2 separate regions of the Mus musculus genome follow, and region 2 is linked to region 1. A link is a contact called in public Hi-C data. All regions are on one chromosome and are shown on one strand. The core of a region is the stretch at or near the end of the contact, and the rest is flanking DNA. Distances in the headings are between cores, read along the strand shown.

Region 1 (4,395 bases), core at 822-3,321:
TGGTTAGTAAACAGCAGTGAGCAGAGAAGACAGACCAGTAGTCCTGAGCTGGGGATGGGGCATGAATGGACTCACATGACTGATGGAAGTGGTCTGTATTCCGACTAAGCATAGACCTCAAAAAGAATAAACCTGCTGCAAGTAATTTTATCTCAACCTGAGTCTGAATAAAACTTAATGAGTTTGTCTTAGTCAGGGTTTCTATTCCTGCACAAACATCATGACCAAGAAGCAAGTTGGGGAGGAAAGGGTTTATTCGGCTTACACTTCCATACTGCTGTTCATCACCAAGGAAGTCAGGACTGGAACTCAAGCAGGTCAGAAAGCAGGAGCTGATGCAGAGGCCATGGAGGGATGTTCTTTACTGGCTTGCTTCCCCTGGCTTGCTCAGCCTGCTCTCTCATAGAACCAAGACTACCAGCCCAGAGATGGTCCCACCCACAAGGGGCCTTTCGCCCTTGATCACTAATTGAGAAAATGCCTTACAGTTGGATCTCATGGAGGCATTTCCTCAACTGAAGCTCCTTTCTCTGTGATAACTCCAGCTGTGTCAAGTTGACACAAAACTAGCCAGTACAGAGTTGTTTTGTGGGTCTCTGTTACAAAAGACCACAGCCCTGTTTCCTAGTTTAGCATCTGCCTCTCATCCCCTGCCTCAGCCTTTAACATTCCTCTGGACTCCTCCCCTGCTCTGTAGCCATTCTGGACTGACCTGTCCTCATAGGTGTCTTGCCTTGGTGCCTTCGTCTCCAGGGTCTTTGGCCTGGAGTGTCCTCCGTGAAGACTTTCAATTGCCTCAGGAAATCTCTTAATCATTGAGGTCCAGCCCTTCTCTTAAAGCTGGGACTAGACTTGGTGTAAATTTTGCAGTTGTCATTTGTCCACCACCCTTCATGCCTGTCAAGGCCACCAACCCTGGAACTGTACCATATGCATCTCCAGTTACCGGCACCAGACACCTACATAGCCAGTGTTCAGGAGTGCAGACTTTCATACCACCCACACATAATCGAGCCCAGGAGAGTCAGGCTGGTGGTGTTACACATTTCCAGGGGATACAGCACTGAGGTCTTCGATGTTGAAGTCACATGTAGCTTATCACTGCTGTACAAGGTAGACCCACCAAGCATAGCATTTTGGGACCACCTTACTTATGTGTATGGGATCATGTATCCCAGGAAACTCAGCTGTGAGCTATTAAGAGTCCTCAGTAGAGTTATCTGTGCCATTTGTCCCATTGAAAACTGCAGAGCAGAATAAAAACAAGGCACAACTTGCTGGATCCAGATCTACTCAAAGCCTGTCCTTTGCAGCCTTCCTGGGTTCTATGTGTTTGACATAGCAACACAGCCAAGTCAGCCGGGGCTACAATGTAGCCAGCTGGGGCTACATTGAGGCAGCTTAGATTTTCCTCCTAAGTCATACCTAGAGGAAGTGCCCTCCTCCCAGACACTGAGGCAAGCAAGGCCAGGAGAAAAGGGACTTTGCAGCCTGGCTGGTTCGTTCCTGGATTCTAGGTCTGTGGTCCGTAACTGTCCTCTTGTGGCAAGGAGATGGAGAATGTTTTCCACAAGGAGACAGGCAGAGGGAGAAAATGTCTTCCTCTAATTACAAACAGAGACGGGAAGGTGGGCGGGGACATGTCACATGTCTGTTTGGTTCTGCTCATTTTATTTTTATGAAAACACGACTCAATATTGGATGTTCTCCTAAAGGTATATTTTGAGCATTGCTAGTTAGGAAGGGCACCTGGTGACTCAGCACGAAGACACATGTCCCACTCAGCTTTGACACCTACGAGGCGCCAGAGGAACGGCAGAGACCTGAGAAAGGATTAAAGGCTTCCCTAAACAGAAAGCTATGGCCACGGACTGTTTTTCTCTGTCAAATCGTTTCTCTGTAACGACTAAGCTGCTACACAAGACACATATACTAAGCTGAGTGGTCCTGCCCCACCGACCTCCACAGATCACAAGCTACACGGTGCCTACAAGAGCTTCGTGTGTGTACCGGTGCAGCCTTGAATCTGCTCGTGAGTCTGTGGATGTCTGGGTTCTCTAACCCACTTGCAGGCTGCATATGTCAGACCCTGCAGTTATTTATAGCCAGCGGAGGGGAAGTGAGAGCACGATTCCTTCACAATTATACTTTTTAGAGCTATATGTTCAGACCAGCAGTTTACATCATGGGGCCTCTTCTTCACTTCTGTGCTGCTGGGTCCTGTCTTTCCTGCCTACGCTATAGAGTCAGCCTTTATTACTCAGTAAAGTTGGTCGGCCTCTGAGATGCCATACTCACCCATGGTCTAGGGAGCAACGTTTGCTTGTTTTTCAGCCGTCGATGGCGTCGCTGGAACCGGTTCAATCGCAGGAGGTGCAGGGCTGCCGTGAAGTCTGTCACGTTTTACTGGCTGGTGATTGTCCTGGTGTTTCTCAACACTTTAACTATTTCCTCTGAGCATTACAATCAGCCAGACTGGCTGACACAGATTCAAGGTATGGCCGGAAGGTGTTCTTCTGTTCTGAATTTGAGATGCTTGTCAGTAGCTAACTGCTAACTGCTGGTCAGTATCCAGCTGTGGTAGAATAAGTTAGTAGGACTAACTGAGATGGTAAAGAACCATTCAGACTCAAGCAAGCCCTGGGACAGATGTACAGCTCACACCATGCAGTGTCCGCTAACTTAGGCCCCAAACTTGAGATAGCCCAGGACCAAGGAATTTTGGAATTGAGAGGCACTTCTCCCTGCCATATTGGAAGAGTTACCCTCACTTTAGTATATTTGGTCAGTAATTTTGATTCTGCTACTTTAAGTGACTAGAACAGGGGTACATAGAGGCCATCTCCAAAAGAGCCCGTTCTAGACCGGACAGTTTAGAATTCTTGAGCTGTCCTTCTGTATATTCGCTTCTGCTACTCTCAGCCTGTGGGACATCATTTTTTGTTACACACACACACGTGCACACACACACACACACACACACACACTTTGGAACTTTGGAGATGACTGGGTAAGCAGAGTAACTGCTGTGTAAGCATGAAGGGCTGACTTCAGGTCCGCAGAACACCCGTGTGAAAAGCTAGGCCTGGCAATGTATGTCTGGAACCCCAGCTCCTTGGGGTAGAGAGGATCACTAGGACTAGCTTGGGTTCAGGGAGAGGGTATCTCGGGGGAATATGGCAGAGATGGATACAGCAGAACATGCAACATCTTATCTGGCGCCAGCATATGGTCACCCCTACATGCATGTGTTCATCATACACACATACACAGTCCCCCATACAGGTAGCAAAAATAAATAAAAACTAAAACCTGACCCTAGGGTGCTATAAGAGGTTACTCATCAATGTTGGTTTCAATTGTTTATCTATTTATTTATTTTGTCTTTGTGTATGAGGAAGTATGTATGGAGATAGGAGTGTTAAAAAAGCATAGTATGATCTTAATGCAAAATCTTCAAAGAGTTTAGTGGTGAGAAGTCCAGAAATTCACATAGTGAGCACTTCTACCATTTTATAGTCGGTGAAATTGAGTTGTAGGAAAAAAAAGCAGAATACTTGTACAGACTCATAGCTGGGGTGTGCCCAACAACAAGGATGTTCCCCGTTGCTGGTGCAGCAAGGAGACAGGATAAGGCCATCTACATCTGCCGTGGGCACTGATAAAGGGAAGGTGAAGGAAGACGGAGAGCCAGAGGGAGACTCAAAATACACCGGCCCCTTGCCTTTCCAGACATCGCAAACAAAGTCCTCTTGGCTCTGTTCACCTGTGAGATGCTGGTGAAGATGTACAGCCTGGGCCTCCAGGCTTACTTTGTCTCCCTCTTCAACCGCTTCGATTGCTTTGTGGTGTGTGGGGGCATCACCGAAACCATCCTGGTGGAACTGGAGCTCATGTCTCCCCTGGGGGTCTCCGTGTTCCGGTGTGTGCGCCTCCTGAGAATCTTCAAAGTGACCAGGTAAAGGCGTGGGTGCGCTGGCGTTTGCTCGGCTGTCCCCTCCCTCACAGGACCCTGGCCTTACCCCCCTTCTCTTGACTCTTAGGCACTGGACCTCCCTGAGCAACTTGGTGGCATCCTTGTTAAACTCCATGAAGTCCATCGCCTCTCTGCTGTTACTCCTCTTCCTCTTCATCATCATCTTCTCCTTGCTGGGGATGCAGTTGTTTGGTGGGAAGTTTAATTTTGACGAGACTCAAACCAAGCGAAGCACCTTTGACAACTTTCCGCAAGCACTCCTGACGGTGTTCCAGGTGAGCCCTCTTCCCACGCTCTGGAGGCACTGGCTGCGAGCGGAAGCCAGAGAGCCTTCTTGGGTCTGTCCAGAGCTTAGCAAGGCACAAAGATTCCATCTTATCGGTCACTTCAGCCTCGTGCCCCTTTGGCCGATTTTGTGT
Region 2 (4,395 bases), core at 1,221-3,720, 310 kb before region 1:
TCTAATGTTTCTTATTAACATTTGTTCCCATGAAAATTTTCACATAACCGTCTGGTGTTATCCACGTTATACCAGAGAGTGGCAGTTTTAGATGGTCAGTTGCCTCTTACTGTCTAATTACCTAAGCTCACATATGACAGTTACACAGTTCTTAGAGACACACAAAATGACTTCACCCCTCTCCTCCTTCTGGTCTGTGAATTTCTAAGTGTGTATGTTCTCTTGGTCATCTCTAGATCTATTTTATTATTCTTCTGAACGCTAGGCCATGCACAGGTCTTACCTGCTTTGGGATATTCTCCAGGCTTCATCCTTACCAAGATGTGCAATACTATGCCTTTCTTTGCATACCCGAAGATGCCATACACTGAACGAATCACACACAACACTTTTATAGCTACATGGGAAACTTTTTTAAAGAAGTGATTATTGACTGTCTTTCAATATAATTTCTCTGTGGGTTTCCCTGCCTTCTACCCATTGGCATGAAGAGTCCTCAGGCCAGTGGTTCTGTTTCATCCCTTGGTCCCACAAGATCATTCTGCACGGCAGGTAGCTGAAGGCCTTGCATTCTGCTCCTACAGATGGCACCAGCAAGAACTGAGCAGAAACTTGGTCAACATCAGAAGTACACAGCAGATCAGACCAGCACCATAAGGGCTCTCAAAACTAAACTGTCATTGAAACCAAATCTTTCAAGGATTTAGATAGAATGAAGACTCATCTAATAAATAATGTAAACAAAGTATCTAGTGATGAAAATGATCAAAAATGAGGAAAGCCACAATTCAAATAAGAAAAGACCATCAACTATTGCCAATACTGAGATGAATCAGGTGTTGGAATTATTTGGCAAAGATTTTCGTCATCAGCATAAAAATGCTTCGAGAATCAATTGCAAATTCCCTCTAGATAAGCAAAAATATTAAATAATGTCAGCAAAGAAAATTATAAAAATGAGTCAAATAGAAATCATAAAATTTAAAAATTTAGTAATTAGAATAAAATTTTTGCTGGACAGATTGAGTACTGGGTAGAGATGGCAGTGAACAGAACTCATAAATTGAAAATGAGCTGATAGAATTTAATTATCTGAACCATTAGAAGAAAATAGATTGAAAAAAATTTATCAGAGCCTTAGAGACCTTCAGGACATTAACAAGAAAATGAACACTTGTATCATGAGAGTTCTATAAGGAGAGGAGGAAGGGGATGTTGTTGATGTGCGTTCATAAGAAGTAATAGCAGTTGCTAAGAACTTACCGAAAAAGTTTGGCTAGGGAGAAAAACCTACATATTCAAGAATTGAGTAAACTCTGATAAAATAAACACAAAGAAATATTTATCAAGACTTGTAATTAAACTTCTGAAAAACAAGAAAAAAGTTTTAAACTCTCCATTTAAAGTTTAAAGGGCAGCAGATTTTCTGTCTGACACTACGAAGGGCATGGAGCAGTGACACAATGTTTTCATATTTTCAGCCATTACTAGACAAGACCATCGGATGCCAAATGCATTCTCAAGAGAGATCATTTTTTAAGGAACGAGAAAAGAAGCAAATCTATTTTGTTGTTGTTATTACTGTTTACTTGGTCTCTAGAGATTAAACTACCAAGAAAGATGTGCGCACTTGTGCAATAGTGGCACCACAGGCACAGGAGTAACCAACTGCTCTCTGGTTGGATTTGAACCCCACTCCACTGGAGGGAATACATCTCTGATACTGGAAACCTGGTTAAAAAAGCTCATGGTGGAAGATCAGGCCCTATGTGGGAATTGAATAACGTTGTTTAGCCAAATTGATATGGCATGTCAAGTAGCCCTCTGGAGATTTATGTTGATACCATAGATAAACGTTACTCTCAGCATTAATTAGAAAAAAAATCTCTCTCTAGCAAATGGTGATGAGCACAGAAATTCATGATACAAGGCATTGAGTTGTAGCCAAGTCATGTATCCCATACTAAGGCTCAAGGAACACTGTGAATGCGAGGGTGAAAGAATGGGAAAGCAGAGAACGAGAAGGGCTGTGTAATAGCCTTTCATGGGCAAAACACAGCCCTTCCAGTCAGAAAGCCACAGCAGGTCTGGATGTCTGCACTAGGTCCACATAAGAATGGGCCCATCCACAGTCAGGCCCGAGTGGAGGAGGATCCTTACTAGTGAACTATCTCTCCCTCGAGGAGAGGGAGAAAATCATACCTTGAAAGAAGGTGGACTTTTGTTACAGAGACTAGAACCTGAGACATGATTAGAAGTGGCCTGTTCAAGGTCATATAATGAATCACAGACACAACTGCTATCCCAAGTGTCAGAAAATAAAGGTACCTTGGGGTCAGAGAGATGGCTCAGTGGCTAAGAGTGCATACCGTTCTTCTTGGAGGACCCAAGTTCAGTTCTCAGCACCCACATAGGACAACTCACAACTCACAGAGGGAAATTCCAGCTTCAGGGGATTCATTGTCCTCTGCAGGCCTCCGCAGGCACACACACACACACACACACACACACACACACACACACACACACACACTTGTACACACATGCACATGTATACACACATGCACACATACACAAAGAGACACATACATGTACACACACTTGTACACACACATATATGCACATGCACACATGTACAAAAATAAAACAAATCTCAAAAAAAAAAAAAGGTGACGGCTCCTCCTAATCCCCTCTTCAAGGGGACAATGTCCCCTTCCATGTCCCTTCTTCTTCTCAGAGATCCTGGTGATTTCCATTTCTGCTTTACAGAACTTGGAACCAGACCCTCATGTGGGTCACTGTCATTGTGAAATTGCTGGCTCCTTCAGCCCCTGCAGCATCCTGTTACACATAGAGACTTTGCGTGGCAACACTTTGTATCTTTCACAATCCTCTCTACTTCCCCTTCCAAAATGTATCTGGGCTTTTCTAGATGTCCTCGCCCAAGGGAGAATGAGATTTCAAGACGGATTTTGTCTACATTATAATTATGGTTAGGGACAGCCCAGTGGGTGTCTTGGTAACATGGGTTTTGTCATACCGCCTTTTCTTTATGTCATTGAATGCAAAGGACTAGCTTTCCTTTAGCAGTCTTTGAAATACCTAAGGGAAGAACAGAATTAAAGATGTAAACATGTATCAAAGTATAAAAAAAATGGGTAAGTTGTGAGAAGAATATTAAAATGAATGTCAGTGGAGACCGTGCCTAATTTAATTATAAAGTTTTAATTAACCAATACTATTAAGCACTTCTGCTCTCCCAACCTTTCAACTATATTCTGTTCCTCATTTTTTATAGATTTTAAATATGAAAATGATGTTTATTTAGTTGTGCATTTTTGAATTGTGGGTAAATTATTTTATTTTTTGAGTTGTGTTTTTACTATGTCATGCAGGAACTCATGATCTTCTTGCCTTCTAAGTACTGGGTTTATAGGTGTGCCACCACAACGCCTGGTTATAGTACGCTATTGATTTACACACAAACACACACACACACACACACACACACACACACACACACACACACACACATGGGATTCAGATGTTCTATCTAGCTGAAGTTCATTTATTCCACTGTTGTGTAGTCTTGTAGCACAGTGGTTAAGCCATTGTCCTGTTGTCGGAGACTTTGGGAGTTTCCGGTGTTATTCCTTACTAACAAATGCTGCAAGAGCAGGCTTGTCCTGTGTCTTAGGGCAGTGGTAGAGGTTTTCTCTGAGATGTGTGTACTTCTTGGTTAGATTTGGTCTCAGATCTACTGCTTGTGTTTCTGCAGTTCTGCTTTGTACTGCAGGTAGCTGCCACCCTCGGGTTGTGCGTTTTGGCTTTTGTCTCAGCTGGCTTGGTAAGTGGAAGGAGCTGCTTGAGAAAAGATTGGAGCGTACAGCCAAGTATTTCCCCATTTTAGCTAGGGCTTTACTGCTGTGAAGAGATACCATGATCAAAGCAACTCTTAGAAAGAGCAACGTTTAATTGGGGCTGGCTTACAGGTTCAGAGGTTCAGTCCGTTATCCTCAAGGCAGAGCACAGCAGTGCCCAGGCAGGCACAGAAGGAGCTGAGGGTTCAGCATCTTGTCCTGGAGGCAAACAGGAGAAGCTTGACTTCCAGGCAGCCAGGACTAGGGTCTTAAAGGCCCACAGTGACGGCCACACCCACTCCAACAAGGCCACACCCACTCCAACAAGGCCACACCCACTCCAACAAGGCCACACTTCCTAATAGTGACGCTCCCTGTGCCAAGCATATATAAACCATCATATCACCCTTCCACTCCCCTAGCCCTGTCTTGAGCACTATCTCTGGAAAAGGCAATGGCTGAGTCAGATTTGGAGCAGGCGTACTATGAGTCAAGCTTCTGGTAAGTGACTACTGTCCATCCAATTTCATAGCTC

Evidence for each region. Hi-C and Micro-C count contacts between places; a contact is called where the count stands out from the background.
Region 2: a contact with region 1 is called in a Hi-C map of bone marrow-derived macrophages, with 23 read pairs. The contact joins two enhancer-like sites. A contact is called at or near these places in 1 of 15 datasets of contacts at CTCF or cohesin (large pre-B cells), 3 of 484 Hi-C or Micro-C datasets (bone marrow-derived macrophages, embryonic fibroblasts and embryonic stem cells) and 11 of 115 datasets of contacts at active chromatin or transcription factors (bone marrow-derived macrophages, differentiating embryonic stem cells, double positive thymocytes and 5 more).

The regions. Positions count from the first base shown.
Region 1 is chr14:30,122,882-30,127,276 of GRCm38.p6, reverse strand. It overlaps Cacna1d (calcium channel, voltage-dependent, L type, alpha 1D subunit), which reads left to right. Exons shown (of 47, transcript NM_001083616.2): 12 at 2,335-2,495; 13 at 3,733-3,958; 14 at 4,044-4,251. Among named protein-coding and RNA genes, the nearest start is that of Gm52106, 52 kb to the right of the region's middle. Within about 2 kb of position 2,071, at least 68 of the 459 cell types and tissues checked have an H3K27ac peak or open chromatin away from gene starts, as enhancers often do. A contact at or near this core is called in bone marrow-derived macrophages, where this site is marked.
Region 2 is chr14:30,433,991-30,438,385 of GRCm38.p6, reverse strand. It overlaps a transcript of Cacna1d not described here. Among named protein-coding and RNA genes, the nearest start is that of 4831407H17Rik, 22 kb to the left of the region's middle. Within about 2 kb of position 2,470, at least 32 of the 459 cell types and tissues checked have an H3K27ac peak or open chromatin away from gene starts, as enhancers often do. A contact at or near this core is called in bone marrow-derived macrophages, where this site is marked.